Linked DNA regions of Oryza sativa: region 2 is linked to region 1. Evidence: chromatin contacts called from public HiCAR-type data. All regions are on one chromosome and are shown on one strand. Each heading gives the region's core, a stretch centred on a gene start, on an enhancer-like site or on the middle of the called end of the contact. The rest is flanking DNA. Distances are from core to core; before and after follow the strand shown. Region 1 holds the start of LOC136351104 (ureide permease 1-like). Region 2 holds the start of LOC9267420 (ubiquitin-like-conjugating enzyme ATG10).

Region 1 (7,881 bases), core at 3,181-5,680:
AATTGCTTATTGTGAAGAAGAAAATAAAAAATATGAAAAAATGAATACCGAATCCTTGGAAACAGTCTTGACGACAAGGACGTATTCGATGTGAGCAAAATAATGGGTGCCGAATCCTTGGAAACAATCTTGACGACTAGGACGTACCCGGAATAAAAGAGAAAAATATGAGCAAAAAGGCTCAAGAAAAGAAAAAGTTAAAAAAAGTTCTCTTGGTTATTCTGTTATAAAGTTTATTTGAGAAAGAGTAATAAATGCAATAAGTATATGTGTTTAGTGTTTATTCTTCAACCTATGTACTTGTTAAGATGTTGCATTATAAATCGTATGAAATCATGAATTTTGATTGTTGATTCAAGCTTAATTGTAAAATCTTTGGTTCATGGTTATACTTTTGCTTGTTCTGCTTTAGATGGGTTCATCTTCTTTTTATTGTAACACATGGCTTGATATGCTATATGTATACTAAGCTCTTGAATATTAATGAACATAATTCCTATGCTTGATGAAATCATTGTCAAAAGGGAGAGAAGTAATGTGAAAATTTTTGGATTTTTGGGAGAAGCAAGGTGAATTTTTGGAGAGTTGTTGAGAAGAGCATGTTTTTGGTTCAACTGGGAATTTCTTTCTTTTAGAAAGGGGAAGAAGTTTTCTTTTGGATTTTTGAGCACGATGTGTACGTTTGTACGAAGTGTGCTTTTTACCGCTCAAGCTTTTGCCTTCTTTAAATAAAAAGGAAGTGGGGTAGAATGAAATCCCAATAGGGGAATCCACCCCGACAGAAAAAGAAAAGACACGGAACTCATCCAAAAAAGGATTTTTTTTCTTTTTAGAATAATCTAAGTTTATTTACACCATCCATTGGCTGTTGATCCAACGGTTGATGTTCTTATAACCCTAATAAAGTTAAAGACCACATTATAATTAGGAATCCCTTTGAGGATAGGGTAAGATACTAATGAAGGTACACGCAAATAGACGCACGCCAGAGTACGTATTAGATGTTAGGTAATTCTTCAGCGTACTTTTTTTTTTTTTTGCAGTTCATGGATTTTTGTTGCTTGACGAAGGCACAACAAAAAGCTTGATGAAGATTCAACAACAAAATTGAACTGTTAGGCCAAAGATGCATGTGTTTCCATGGTTGAGATATACGACTAGATCCAGTAGGTACTGAACGTGGGTAGTTTCTGCTTCTAGTCATCTCTGTTTTCCCGATGCATCCAAATCCAAATACAACAGACAGTTTTGTACTGTGCATATGCTATCCAGAAATTTGCATTGGGCCTAGACAGTAGACTGAAGCAAATTTGGGGGAAAAAGAGTTCATGGTAGTTTTGGGCTTCTCAAGTCACGTACAAGCCAACATTTATAAGCTGACTCACAAACACAGCATTGGTAAGAACTTCAGTGATGAACTGATGATGTATCCGATCCAACATAGGACAATTTTTTTACCGTGGTCTCTAGTGGTAAAAGAAATAAGCCCCATTATATATTTCATCTAAGTACCATATTTGTGTACATCACTTAAACTCTTCGATACCACTTGTAACACCCCAACCTCCAAATCCGCATTTATCCGATCTACATATTGAGCGACCCCATATTCACATATCATCGTACTTACACTTTTATGCTCCCTTATGCCCCATTCAACATAGCATCCAATGAAGATTAAGTATGGGCATGCAAAATGAGAAAGTCATTAGAGCGTGATTAATTGATTTTTAATTATTACATACTTGAAAATTTGATTTATTTAATATTTGAAGGCAATTTCTATATAAATAGTTTTCGCACAAAACACACCGTTTAACCGTTTGAAATGTGTGCTAACGAAAATCAAGGTAAAATATATATCTTAATCAGAAATTAATAAACACCCACCAAAATCACACCATGGACACCCACTGGTGGAGAAACCATCTTTCGTCGGTAGGCCTAATTCCACAATAATCCCGGTTGCAACAAAGACCGGGATTAAAGATGATCTTTAGTCCCGGTTAAAAAGGGTAACGGGCATATTTGATCTTTAGTCCCGATTGGTAACCTTTAGTCCCGGTTATTTCACCCGGGATGCTATCTTTAGTCCCGGATTCGTAGTCCCGGTTGAACAACCGGGACTAAAGGGGTTACTAACCGGGACTACAAACGGTTTCTCCACCAGTGACCCCTACATCAATATAAATTTACTTCCTTGCTTATGCACCTACCCATACCCCAGCTCTCCACCCATAAAAAACCAAGTCAGTCGAAGAGCCAAACACAGGTGTCAACAGCTAACATCAGGATGAAATGAGAGACGGCGATCGAATGCAGTACTATGAAGAAAAATATAGGTCTTGTTTAGTTCTAAAGTTTTTTTTCTAAACTTCCAACTTTCCATCACATCAAACTTTTCATATACACACAACTTTTCTATCACATCGTACTAATTTCAATCAAACTTTCAAACTTCAGTGTGAACTAAACACAGCCATAGAACCAATTGTAGGATAGGATGAGAATGAATGAGAAGCATCAGGATGAAACGAGAGACGGCGATCAACGACCACGTGGATAATTCTGTGATCCCAAGCTTCTTTCTACGAACCTCGGGTTCTAACGCCGTGGACGTATCTACAGTGAATCACTGAGTACTTACAATTTTTTACCATGTCACTATTTTTTAATTCAAACTTAATTTGTGCCCCCGTTAAAAATTTGCATATTCGCACACAAGTCTAGAGCTCAAGGTAGGCCAATCTGTGCTCGAGGACTCAGGGTAGGTCGATCTGTGTCCAAAGGAGAGATGGGTGATCTGGATCATTTGCTTCTACAGTACTCCTATAGATTATTTAGGCTGTTGGATTTGTCTGATGATGATGATTAAAATGAGTTAGTGAAATATACATATAGATGATGAGTAAAAAAAGTTGGTGAATGAAATATAGGATAGTTGATGATGAGTAAATATCATTTCAGCCTTTCTTCAGCAAATCATAAAGCGATTGAAATTCCTCCTCCTCGATCTGGGCCAAATCCAGCCCAACTCTGGCGTGCATCTTTCCGCGGGCCCAACATAGCCGCGAGCCAGCCCAACCCAGCCCAGCAATCCCGCCTCCTCGTTCTTTCCCGCTGACATGTCGGACCCACCTGACCCCACATGTCAGATGCTTCCCCTACCTTCAAGCTCGCACGACGCCGCCTTCTCCGACCGCAACTCCGTGGCATCTCCACTTTTCCGACACCTCAAAATCCCTGAGACAGGAGGCACACACACAAAAAAAAAATCTACTTTGTGTGCTCACTAGCCAATATATATAGGTTCGTTCACATTTCTTTGATGATGAAAATTTCAAGCATTATTACCCATTTAGATTAGAAATTTTTTTAGGAGTAATATGATTTCAATGTAAAATCGCAAAAATATGGATCGGCCAGATAAAATCATAAGTTTAGCACTGTGTCGAACAATGGTTGTTCGATAGGGGTTGTGCAGTAGAACCTGTCGAACATGGGATGTTGGACATGCCCTTGTATGCATGCACTTTTTATTATTTTTTTCATGGCCCCATGGGTGCTAAACTTGCGATTTTATCTGGCTGGCCTATATTTTTACGATTTTTTATTAAAATTGTATTGTTTCTATAAAAATCTTTAGATTACGCATTAACACCAAACTTACTGCTACTCTCGACCTTAAGTGCCTTCTCGTATGTGATCCCATCTGATTTTGGGTTCTTTCATCTGATTCTGCTGCTCTTTGATTAGCCCATTATGTAATTTTCTCTATAGTTAATGAAGAGAGCAGAGAGAACTGAACCCATCGTTAATTATGTACTCCAGCTAATTAATCTATCCATCCTTGCAAACAAGTAGACCTACTAACAAGGAACACATATCCTCAACTAGTTCATTTTATATTGCATCATTTCATGAAGTGGAGAAAAATAAGGGCAGCTCTGACTTGTAAACCAGATCTCAAGAACTTTGTGCTTTCTTTATTCAGTCACAGGTTATATATTTGCAATGAGATGCTCTGGTGCTTTTTACTGTAGTATAATACAACTGTTAATCAGTAATTTACTAATAATATAATGATTAGGAGTAACTTTATTATTTATTTTTTTCCCGGCTACATCGATCATTCATTGTACTAGCATCACTCATATTTCATCGAAAACACTAAAACAAGAAAAAAAAGGTTTAGTCACTGATAAATAACTATTATACCCCTTTGTATTTTTTTTATAATAATACCCCTTCATATTCTACTCCCGCTAACTAAGGTGATAGTATAAATAAATTTAAACTCTTTAATCAAATAAGATATAGGGTTCATATTGATTTCTACTAAGAGTAGAGAGCGCCGTAGCGGGCTCATCATGACCACATCCTTGATTATCTCTTTACCTTTTTCAGGCCAAAACATGAACTAGATGAGGACAACATGCCAGGGAAATGGGGGTTAGAGTGAGACTAGTTCACATGGACATGAGCAATTCGTCCAATTGAGACTTGAGATGAAAGATCTAGCCTGAAATCCTCCCCGGAGATCACACCCCAGGCTCTCCGTTCCGCTTCCCGGCGTCGACATGTTCGTCGTCGAGGACCGGGGCGGCGCCGTCGCCTTGATGGTGGCCTCCCTCCTCTTCCTGGGCACCTGGCCTGCTCTCCTGACTCTCCTGGAGCGTAGAGGACGGCTGCCTCAGCACACATACCTGGACTACTCTGTCACAAATCTCCTTGCTGCTGCTGTGATTGCCATCACATTTGGGCAGGTTGGAGAGACCAGGCCTAGCATGCCAAGCTTCTTCACTCAGCTCACTCAGGTCAGTGCTTTTTTTAAGGTTTCTTGGTTCAGTTGGTTGTTCTTGTGTCATGCAATCTAGGACTAGAATATCTTAGCCATCAAGAATGCAGTGGTGATTTCATAAGAAGCTGTGTGAGTTAGTACCTGTTAATGAGAGTAATTTGGAAGTGAATAGCTGAATTTGATAACTGGAAATTCAGAATTGCTTCAAGTTGACAGTGTGACTTTGGAATTTGGATGGTATCTGTGGACGCAAAACAAGCATGAGAGACTTGTCCCAACTGTATGTTGGTTGCATCGTGTCACTGTCGTTAGAGTGTTCAGCTTTTATGTGGATAATCAACTTCAGTGAATTCTTCCATGATTTGCAGCCATTGATCAATGCAGGATAACTGGCCTTCAGTCCTATTTGCGATGGCCGGTGGCATTGCTCTCAGCATCGGACATTTGATCTCGCAGTATGCGTGGGCATTTGTCGGTCTGTCTGTGACAAACATCATCTGCTCAAGTCTGGCTGTAGTTCTAGGTACACCCAAACATGCAAAAAACTGAATCTTTGGTGAATCTGCAGCTATTTATCTTGCACTTCGCTAATGCGGATGACCATGATCTATTGAAGGAACAACCATGAACTACTTCCTCGATGGCCGAATAAATAGGGCAGAAATCCTTTTCCCGGGTGTAGCATGCTTCCTCGTCGCTATCTTCCTCGGCTCTGCTGTCCACTCTTCCAATGCCAAGGATGAGGAGGAGAAGCTAAGCATGTCAGGATTCAGAAATGCATTTGAGCACTACCAATCTGAATTTTCTTCGAGAGACCTTCCTTTGATGTCAAGAAGTACAATTCGTTTGTTTGCAGGAGTAGAGGCATAGAGCTCAGCAGTGATGTTGCTGACCAAGGTGGTACTATCTATCTTCTAACCACCTGAAAAAGGGTGAGATTATGCAATGCAGAAGCTAACAAAGTTGCTACTTTGCTACCATTTTTTTTTCAGTGAAGTTGCTGCCAAATCAAGAAGAACTGGAGAATGGCGAAGACGACGATTTCGATACCGGCACCGCAGAGTTCATCGTTCAGGTTGAGAAGAGGCGATCCATCAAGGTCACATCACCCACTGCCTCTGAAGATTGGTGAAGCTTATAAAGGAGTAATATAGGCCCTGAAATTCAGAAACCTGAATACCGGTTTGTGGGTTTCAGGTGTTTGGCTCCAGCAGGTGGCTAGGACTGGGAATGGTGCTCCTCGCCGGAGTCTGCTTCTCCCTCTTCTCGCCGGCGATCAACCTGGCCACCAACGACCAGTGGCGCACCCTGAGAGACAGCGTCCCCCACCTGACGGTCTACACCGCCTTCTTCTACTTCTCCGTCTCGTGTTTCGCCGTCGGTATCGGCCTCAACGCCCGGCTCCTCTACCGCCCGGTGGCCGGTGTACCGCCGTCGACCATCGGAGCTTATGCCGGAGACTGGAACGGCAGGCACTGGGCGCTCCTGGCAGGGCTGCTCTGTGGGTTTGGCAATGGGTTCCAGTTCATGGGTGGGCAGGCTGCTGGATATGCAGCTGCTGATGCTGTCCAGGTGATCCTCTCCTTAGGTTCATATCAGCTCTGCAATGTTTGCTGCATTTTACCTGCATTTCAGCTGTAATACAACTAAAACTCATGGTGTTCATGATATGGTGTGATCAGGCACTGCCTCTTGTCAGTACATTCTGGGGAGTCATCCTCTTTGGCGAGTACCGGAGATCATCGAGGAAGACTTACCTGTTGCTCGGTTGCATGTTGTCGATGTTCATCGTTGCAGTGGTACTTCTCATGGCTTCAGCAGCACATAGGAAGACAGGGTAGTCCAACACAGAAGGATTTCACTCCAGGAAGATATCACAGATGCAACATTCACCATTAACGACAATATTCGCCATTACAAACATCTATAGATTCATCCATTATTCACAAAGTAACAAAACGGTTTGACAAATGATGACAAAGTATGACTGGAGTTTCTGGACACAACACAGACCAGAAAATGATGAACGTGATCTAAATTGCCGACACGAGAAGACGACAGAAGTATTCCAATCCTTCAGGCTATATCGAGTAGTTTCTTTAGCCTGCGGATAAGCTGCCAATTCTCATCATTCATTTCATCCTGCAGCAAGGTGAATTCACAAAAATTAGATGCACGTGTTAAGGGCTCTGCAAGATAAATGGAAATGGCTGTGGTTATGTATCTTACTCGATAGTACTCTTTGAGGACATCAATGGATCTCCTTGAGATTTGGCTGATCAGCTCATTGCTCTCATCAAAATGGCGTCCATACAACCAGGTCTTCTCCTTGGGGCTCTCCCCGGTTATCTGGTGGAGAAAATGTATGTTAGGCTTTTTCTATTTAGTTGTTGATAACTGAAATTATCCTAACGATCTTTGTTATTCATACCTTTACGGATACTACTACTCCTCGCTTTGCCGAATCAATCTGATTACCATTTGATGTTTGCATTGAGGAGATCCTTCCAAGACCATGGACTGTGCCTCCAACATAGACACAAATTGGTGTTCCCACCTGAAATGCAATTACCACAATCAATGATGAGCAGTAATATATGTGACCTATTGCAATAGCGCCAGATTTGTAAACTTTTATAGGTTTGGATAGATGCCAAGATTTTCCATCAAGTTTATTTCTAAGGTGTAGCATGCCACACTTTTTGTGAAGCTCAATTTGGATGCAATAACAAGGTACCATATTTTTGCACTGTCATTGACCGTGATAAGTAGGCCAAGACTAAAAGCCAATGAACCAAACTGCTGACATGTAAAGTTTAATTGTGCTAACTCAAACTGTGGCGAAATGCCTATGCATCAGTATCTAGGATAATTATCATTTTAACAGAATTCACTCAAAATAATAAGGCTAAAAGAAGTACCTTGACGACACCTTCCAAGACTTCAACATCACAAAGAAATGGATCCTTCTTACGGTATACACGGTTTGGCAGAATCTTCAGGGTGCATGGGAACACTGCATTGGCTGCACACTGCATTTTCTTCAACTCCTTTGATCTTTTAATGTGTTCATTAAAGCT
Region 2 (7,881 bases), core at 1,717-4,216, 230 kb before region 1:
CTGGTCGATAAACTAACATGCATGATTAATGATGTTTTCAAACAAAAAAGGGAAACATTTGAGGCTGGCCTTTGATAGGATTATTTTCTAGTTCTCATAATAACAATTTGGAACCAGGGTTCTCTTTTAGCTTCTATACTAAATTGATATGATCTAGCACTAAGAACAAAGATTAGTAGGCCAGTTGATGATCTTCAGTTACTTCTAGGAAGTTGATCCTCAGTTGTTTCCAGGTTTCCAGGAGACATGATGCATCTCTGAATAATGTTATGTGTATTACTTGATTGCATGTATAACTCTGCAGATGAAACATGGACTCCATTTCCCAAACAAAACGTAAAGAGGAATGGAAGATCCAGATATGAGCCTTACCAGATGCAGTACAGTTTGATCATAAGCATTGGCATTTGCGCAAAATAGATATGTTGCTGACGAACTTGCAAGAGCCAAATGGCAAATTGGCAAGCAATTGCTACTCCTGTGTTTTCAGTCCAGAAGCTGTCACAAAACACAAGGCACACAATTAGCTGAATATGAACTTCTGAAGTAAACAGGTAAAGGAGCATTGTTGGATCCCTTCAGTATTTCACAATCCATCGGCCTGTGAATTGTGAAATAGGCATACAGCTTATGCAGCCAACAAAATGCCAATTTCGACAAGCAATCTCCTATATCACACTCACTAGTGGGTAAATAAAACGAATCCTGAGGTATCTTTCAAGAGCACTTCATATCAGAAGGTCAAGTCCAAGCCTTATCAGTGCTTTCAAAGATTCAGATTGGGCAGGGTGCTTGAATGACCGAAAATCAATTAGTAGTTCTCTCTGTATTTTGGAACAAATTGTCTCATGGAGCTCATGAAAGCAGCATGCCATGTCAAGTTAAACAGTACAGGACCCTTAGTATTATATACTGAAAAAGGGTGAAGTTATAGATTACCATAAAGCTCAAGTGGGATTTTCAGTCCTACTGCCTGGCCAACCACAGATAGCCATGCCGGTAAGTATTGCACATGTTGATCCTTGTTTTCCACTCCTTCAAGAAGTAACTTCATACAGTCACTGGTTCCACAGGGATGCAAAGTGAACCATGGCCTACTAAAATGGGGATGCTCCTGCAGGGGGTGCAAGCACAGTTCAACTATAGACAACAAGTGTTAGGGAGTATAAAACTTTCCAACAAAAGGTACACAGAATATATCAATCAAGGGAAGTGTATAACCACTTGTACCTCCCGAGTAATAAATGTCCACTTCGATTCACCTAATAATTTAAGTGAGTGAGAAGGAAGGTCCTCTTTTATCTCATCTAGAGTTAGCAGCTGGCCACCTAAGAATAAGTTGGAGATGTCTGTCAACAGAACACTAAAGGAATGACATATTCACTTTTGTTCTGTAATATGCATACCAGCCTGATGACCCTGAAAGTATAGCACTGGAACCTTGTAAGAAAAACTATAGACAACATGGTAATCATAAATATGAACACTCTCACTAGAGCTCTGGGCCTGCAAAGAGAAGGAAATCATAAATGTTAGTATTGAACATATGAGAATTTAGAGATCAAAAGTTATTTCAGTTGTTTCTGAGTAAGTTATCAATTCAAATGACTGCGTTATGCCAGCTATTTGGTATCTTCTCTTATAGGAAAAATATTCCGAATATATGCAAATTGCAGAGGGTAAGAGAAAGTACCTAGGCACCATCAATAAGCAGGTAGCAGAAACATAAAATGAACAATGTGTACTGAAAAGTTACCCAAGCATCATCGCTGACAATGTCCGCATCATCGAAATTACTGCTATCCCCAATTTGTTCCTAGAGGAAAATTTCAAGTCAACACTAATTTGGAAGCTCATATTACTTGTAATACATGTAAGTACACGAGGACGATACTAACATGCCTTCCTCCAGGATTGCGGTATACTCCTTCGAGAGCTAGGTAGCCCTCTTCCTGCATAAAGGACAAGCAAGCATATCGGCATTCGCCATCTTTTAAGTAAAATTAATCTGAAAAAAGGAAAAAGAGAGTAATGCTCATGCATCTGATAGCACAACCTCAGATGGAACCCCCGTCTTGCCACACGGTTTCCATTGCCAATCAGGAAGAGAATCTTCTACATCAATCACCTTCCACTTCTCAATCAGGGCCTTTGCAGACGCAACGAAGTCACCGAGAGACAGAGTTCCCTCCCCAATTGAGGAGCCTCCCATCACAAAACCACCAAATCTAATGCCAGTGGCAAACACAGGATTTGATGGCTACGTATTGACAGAAAATATTGTTAGTCATGAGATTAAAAGTTGATAGCACCATGCCGCCAAAAAAAGAAAAAAACAGCACAAATTAATCTGTACAGATTTTAATTGCTTTCCAGATCCAAACCAAAGTACCAAACTAACAATACCATACGCGTACATTGCAGTAGGAGTCCAACCTGAATTTTCTATGGTGAGTTATGAATGCAAGAGTTAAAATATTGTGTTAATCTCCTAAAAAAAGAAGCCCGAACACATTGAAAAATGATCTTGATGAACAGGTCTACTAGTGCCTATTATTAAGTTCAGCTACAGTTGATTGAGTGATCGATTCAGAACAAAAAAAAATGGGGAACGGATTGGGGGATTTGAGAAGGGGATTCAATCCAGGGATTTATTACCTCGATCTTGACTACCGCCGCGGCCGGCGGCGAGTAGCCGAGCAGGGCGTGCGGAGACGGCGAGAGTTGAGGGAGGCGGCGCGCGGCGCAGAGCAAGCCGAGGGGCGGAGAGCAGTGGAGCCTGGAAGGGCACGAGCCACAGAGGCCAAAGCCGGCGTCGGCGCCGGGGGGGGGGAGCTAACGAGAGGCGGCGATGGCGAGGGGCCGCCGGCGAGCGGCGTGGCGGCGGCGGCGGCGGCGGCGGCGTCGGAGGAGGAGGAAGAGCTCGTCAGGGACTAAAACCGTTATTAGCGGTCTAAACAGGGTTCAAACTGAAAAAAGGTAAACCCGTCCAAATTATTAGCGGTCCTACTTGGGGTTCAAACTGCAAAATCCACTCTCGCTACCAATAGTAAATACTACCTGTTGGAGTAAATTAATTTATTTACAAAGACTTCTACTATAATCTCAAACTCTCTCATCTTTCACTCGGTAATAATCTAGATGTAAAATAGTTAAAGACACTAGCACTACTCTGTAAAAATCTAGAGTTTTACGAAGTGAGCATAGCTCAACTGGTTAAATTTCTTATGGTGAAACCAGCCCACCCGACTTCAAGTTACTAGTAGAATCATGAAGTTTTCTCCATATCGGTTTGATAGGCCTATAAATAGGCAACCAAGTGTATGTGTGTATGACGTATACTAGTTTACATTAAAATGAATACAAAGCTAGCTAGCAGCACACAACAACATACACCACACGAGCTCCCTTGTTTAGAAAGACACTGAGTGAAGAACTCCTCTGTTTTCCTTGCTCCCAACATATTTTACAAAATAATTAGTACCAACACTTCCTCCATCCCAATATGATCATCGTATAAGAAAACACACCAAGACCAAGGACAACACGGCCTACTTAATTCTGATATTAAATCATCATCAAATAATTAATTGTCGCTTTGAGTTGCATGCAAATAGTATCTCGCCATCTTCATTAGGTCCCGTAAGATCGATGAAAGTGCATGCAAAGTGCATTGTGGCATGCAACTCCTTGATCCAACGATATCTCCGTGTGCGCTTCGGCTAGCCGTGACCCCTGCGACATTGCCTCCCTCTCCGGGCACGGTGACCGCGACCCCGTCTCCTACTCCAGCCACAACGACCATGGTGTTGTGGTCTACTCTATCCATCATGTCCATGCGTTTTGCTCGGTGGGAGAAGAGATGTTGTGGCGCTGGTGTTAACTCTTTGGAATTACATACACGCATTAATTCCATCCATGCATGCATGCAATACAAGACGCCGTCCACGAGATTACCAACAACACCTAACTATATGCGATGATTAAAATGGTATTTTTGGTTTTTGTTAGTAGGATGATCACATTAGGATGGAGGGAGTAGAAAGAAAAAGGATAGTAGGGGTACATTAAACTAAGCTCTCACATTAAATAACTAATATTTTTTTCTGCAAAATTAACTATTTTTTTACTCACGTTAATTTAATTAAATCCAGTGGTGAGACAGTTCTCCAGTAAACCTTCAATCTGTGGTACGTCGTTTATGCAATTGTGTTGTGGTTATCTTGCAATAGTGAATCCGTGGCGATCGATTCACTACTTTCATAGAACGTTGTAGCAACCGGTTTTAGAACAACTCGATGATAAATTAATCAAGATGATGGAGATGGTTGCCCAGGTCTGGCGGTGCTTTCGCATAGGTTATATCTAAGGAGTATTTAGTAAGGTAGATTTTCATCGTCTACTTGTTGGTTTATCAGTCGATGTCGAAATTTCAATTTCAAAACTTAGACTTGATTTTGGAGTTTCTTTATCATTCAACCTATTTTTCAGCATCGGTTCTTTTGAACCGCAAAAGTAATTGACCAGGTTTATATCATTGCAGGCTATACACCCAAAAATATGCACAATAAAGAAAAACCAAAGACTAAACAATCAAAGTAAATAACACATACTACGTTAAAGGTGGCCAAATGGACTGTGCCAGCACAACCGTTTGCATATGCTATGCTGGGGCGACGCCTCATCTTGTGGGCTAGCACGATTGGTTAGGAGGAGGTGGCTACTTGTAGCAGATTCGGCGGCTGGGAGCGGCCGAAGAGGTGGAGACTAGGAAGATGACAATGCGCCGAGGGGGGGGTTGATAGCTCACCGCTTCCAACTTAAGGAAAATGAAATGGGGAAAAGAAGAGAGAGGAGGCCTAGCGAGGAGGGATGACAGTAGAGGCGCGACACAATTGATGCTAGTGATAGTGGCGGTGGTGTGAGGTCTGAGGAGGGACTCAGGAGAGGGAGGGATGGAGGGAGGAAATGGTTTTTAGGGTTTGGGTCGAATCTCAAAGCAATCAGATGATCCATAGCTTGCATGATTTTTAGGGTGTATTTCTTTACCGAATGGTGGGTAGACAACCTCATATGAAAAAAAAGGATTTGGCTCATCACTCGTAGGTGTATTTTTTTTATCGAATGGTGGGTAGACAGTCTCATATGAGAAAAGAATTTGGCTTATCACGGTGATTTAGTTTTTGCTATTATTAGAGAAAGAGATTGACGAGGGAGATCATAGATGGATAGATTGACGAGGAATGGGAAGAAACAGTGTCCTGTGGCTAAGCTAGAACGCCGTGCATTGAAGATGAACCAACAAAGCAGAAAACGGCATCGATCGGCGACGTGGCTGTTGGAGGATGATGATGCCAACGTAAGCAGAGAAATGAGATCGATATAGGGTGTGTTTAGCTGAAATTTTGGTTGAAATTGAAACGATGTAACGAAAATGTTAGAAATTTGTGTGAGTAGGAAAGTTTTGATGTGATGGAAAAGTTGAAAGTTTGAAGGAAAATTTTGTAACTAAACACGGCGATAGAGACTGAAATTTAGAGGGGATTCATTACACACCCCTCCAGTCCTTTCGTATAGATGCTTATTTTCCGTATCATCATGTAATAATTTTAAGTTCATAGTGAGGCAAACTCAAAACTACCTGTAGAACTCCATGACAGGAACTGGTCAGTATGTCCAGAAGAAATTAAACAGAACAAGAACCGTCTCTCCATACAAAGTACATAGGCAGATGCAGTGTACTCTACTGATTGATAAACAGTCTCGATCGACTGTCTTGGATGTACAGAGAATTGTTAAACTGTATGATATGCATCCATAGATGTATAATCAAAACCAAAAACGTCCTGATTGATCGCCCTCGAGATAATTCAATCAACACCAACGATTGATTTCAACAGCCGGAGTTTTGCATTGATCTCCATTAGGTCAGAGGCATTCCTCGAGCTGACAGGGGGCTCCACTCCGATGAACAGGTAAAGGGCAGCCAGCTCACCTTCGAGTGTCGAAGAAAATGGAGATCTGTACCCTGTTATTGTTCTTAATGTTTCGAGCTGTTGCCTTACGTGTTCTTCGGTGTAGAGATCCTGGTAGAAAACAAAGAATTATCATGACATCTCAATGAAGAAACATCGCAAAAGTATGGATAATACTAGACGGAAGCCAAAGTTTATTGAATTTAGTTAATTATGAATAGTGCAATAATCAGTTCCTGCCCATTACACACAATGATAGAAAACTAGTTCAGTTTAGCATTTCGAGTCGTTACTTTGCATGTGATTTTACTGCTTGACATATTTGCAAAGAATGTTCCTTCTAAGAGTTTTGCTCCCATTCAGCAGGTACCATCGGTACTGTCTGGTACCAAATCTCAGCCATTCAATCAGCGAAATCGGGCGGTAGAAAATAAGTGGTACCTCCAGGTACAAATTTGCTCATGAGGAGGTACCAGAATATTTCGAGTGGTGGAAGGGTAAATTTGTCTTTTCGCGTAGGAGTGTGAGTGTCCGGGGAGGGAAATAGGGTTTTCTACCAAATCTCAGCCATTCCTTTCTGATCCGATCCGTGGGAGGCGGCGGCGAGTTGCTTCGTGCTTTGTTGGCGGCGAGTTGCTTTGTCGGCGGCGACTTGCTTCGTGGGAGGAGGCGGTGTGGCGGCGGCTGATCCGTTTGAGGCGGCGGCGAGGTGCTCCGTGGGAAGCGAGGCGGTGGCGGCGGCTGATCTGTAGGAGGCAGCCGGCGGCAAAGTGCTTCGTGGGAGGCGAGGCGGCGGCGTCTGATCCGTTTAAGGCGGAGTGAGGAAACGAAAAAAGAGCGAAAAGGAGCGGCGCTGCGCGGAGGGAGGAAACAGAGAAAGAGCGAAAAGGAGAAAGCGAGGGCGCAACTCCTTTCTGTATTTCCCGATCGTACCCTTCTAACATGGACGGATGGATTTATCTCTGTACCTGCCGGTACAAGTTGCTGGATGGGAGCAACGCTCTCCTTCTAATCCGATCCAAAATTTGACACTACTATGTCTGCAAGTGTACTAAAGCAAAAACTTGGTTTTAGTTTTACACGTATATTCAGTACAATTCAAAGTCTTGAAACTAATAACTGTAGATTTTCCACTTGTTATGCAACATGTTGGTATATGACCTGCCATCATTGGCATACAACAAGCAGCAGTTACTAGTTTACTACTGCTAACAATAAAAATAAATTACTTCATTGAAGAATGGAAGGAGATACAATGCCTACCATGCCACTGCCGATGTTCCTATTGGACTATCAATTGTTTGTAGTTAAAACCATGAACATAAGCAGCAAGGACTGTATATTCAGTTACTATCAATTATTTGCAATTGATATTGTTACTCACAGACAAGTTTGTGTGTTCTGCCATTCATGTTTATGAGACCATTTAATTTACACTGGAACAAGTTTTTATTTTACCCAAGACACTGTAGGAGATAATCATAGTAAGCAGTTCACATGGTACCCATAATTTATCTTTCCGGTACCTTCATAGAAACTGTAAAAAAGCTCAAGATGTAATAATGTGTCAATGCCATGTTCCATTGTCCTGGAGCAAGCTATTTAGATAAATTGTAGCATATTTTGCATGTAAACAGTTCATGTTCCAACCATTTTCATCTGCCATTGTTAGTTTTTTTTTCTGGAGGGAAATGTCCTATTGCCAACTGACTCAACATGTTTGTAAGGAATCTTTTTATGAGGCCAGCCCTTGGTAACAAACAGGCAGATGTAGTGATCATACTCATATGCAATATATTTTTTCCCTCAAAAAAATATGCAATATATTTTAGAGTGACAAAAATTTTAAGTGTCATGTACAATGTGTGTTATGTCTAATTAGCTAGAACAGAAGTTTATATTAACA

The links. HiCAR-type assays count read pairs that join an accessible place to other places.
Region 2: a HiCAR-type map of leaf shows a contact between it and region 1, with 2.7 times the contacts expected there. The contact joins the promoter of LOC9267420 here to the promoter of LOC136351104 in region 1. A contact is called at or near these places in 1 of 15 Hi-C or Micro-C datasets (panicle) and 1 of 4 datasets of contacts at active chromatin or transcription factors (leaf).

The regions. Positions count from the first base shown.
Region 1 is chr12:19,691,313-19,699,193 of ASM3414082v1, reverse strand. It overlaps LOC136351104 (ureide permease 1-like), which reads left to right and starts at 4,430. Exons shown (of 6, transcript XM_026022218.2): 1 at 4,430-4,817; 2 at 5,186-5,324; 3 at 5,418-5,645; 4 at 5,794-5,900; 5 at 5,999-6,373; 6 at 6,484-7,266. The coding sequence starts at 4,581. The coding sequence ends at 6,642. It overlaps LOC9270871 (eukaryotic translation initiation factor 5B), which reads right to left. Exons shown (of 10, transcript XM_015763882.3): 7 at 7,723-7,881; 8 at 7,233-7,358; 9 at 7,031-7,150; 10 at 6,674-6,943. The coding sequence ends at 6,878.
Region 2 is chr12:19,924,373-19,932,253 of ASM3414082v1, reverse strand. It overlaps LOC9267420 (ubiquitin-like-conjugating enzyme ATG10), which reads right to left and starts at 2,966. Exons shown (of 9, transcript XM_066306306.1): 1 at 2,659-2,966; 2 at 2,057-2,260; 3 at 1,899-1,952; 4 at 1,757-1,816; 5 at 1,407-1,506; 6 at 1,231-1,328; 7 at 940-1,140; 8 at 373-498. The coding sequence starts at 2,212. The coding sequence ends at 1,051. LOC4352296 reads right to left here. Exons shown (of 2, transcript XM_015763459.3): 2 at 5,655-6,086. The coding sequence ends at 5,871.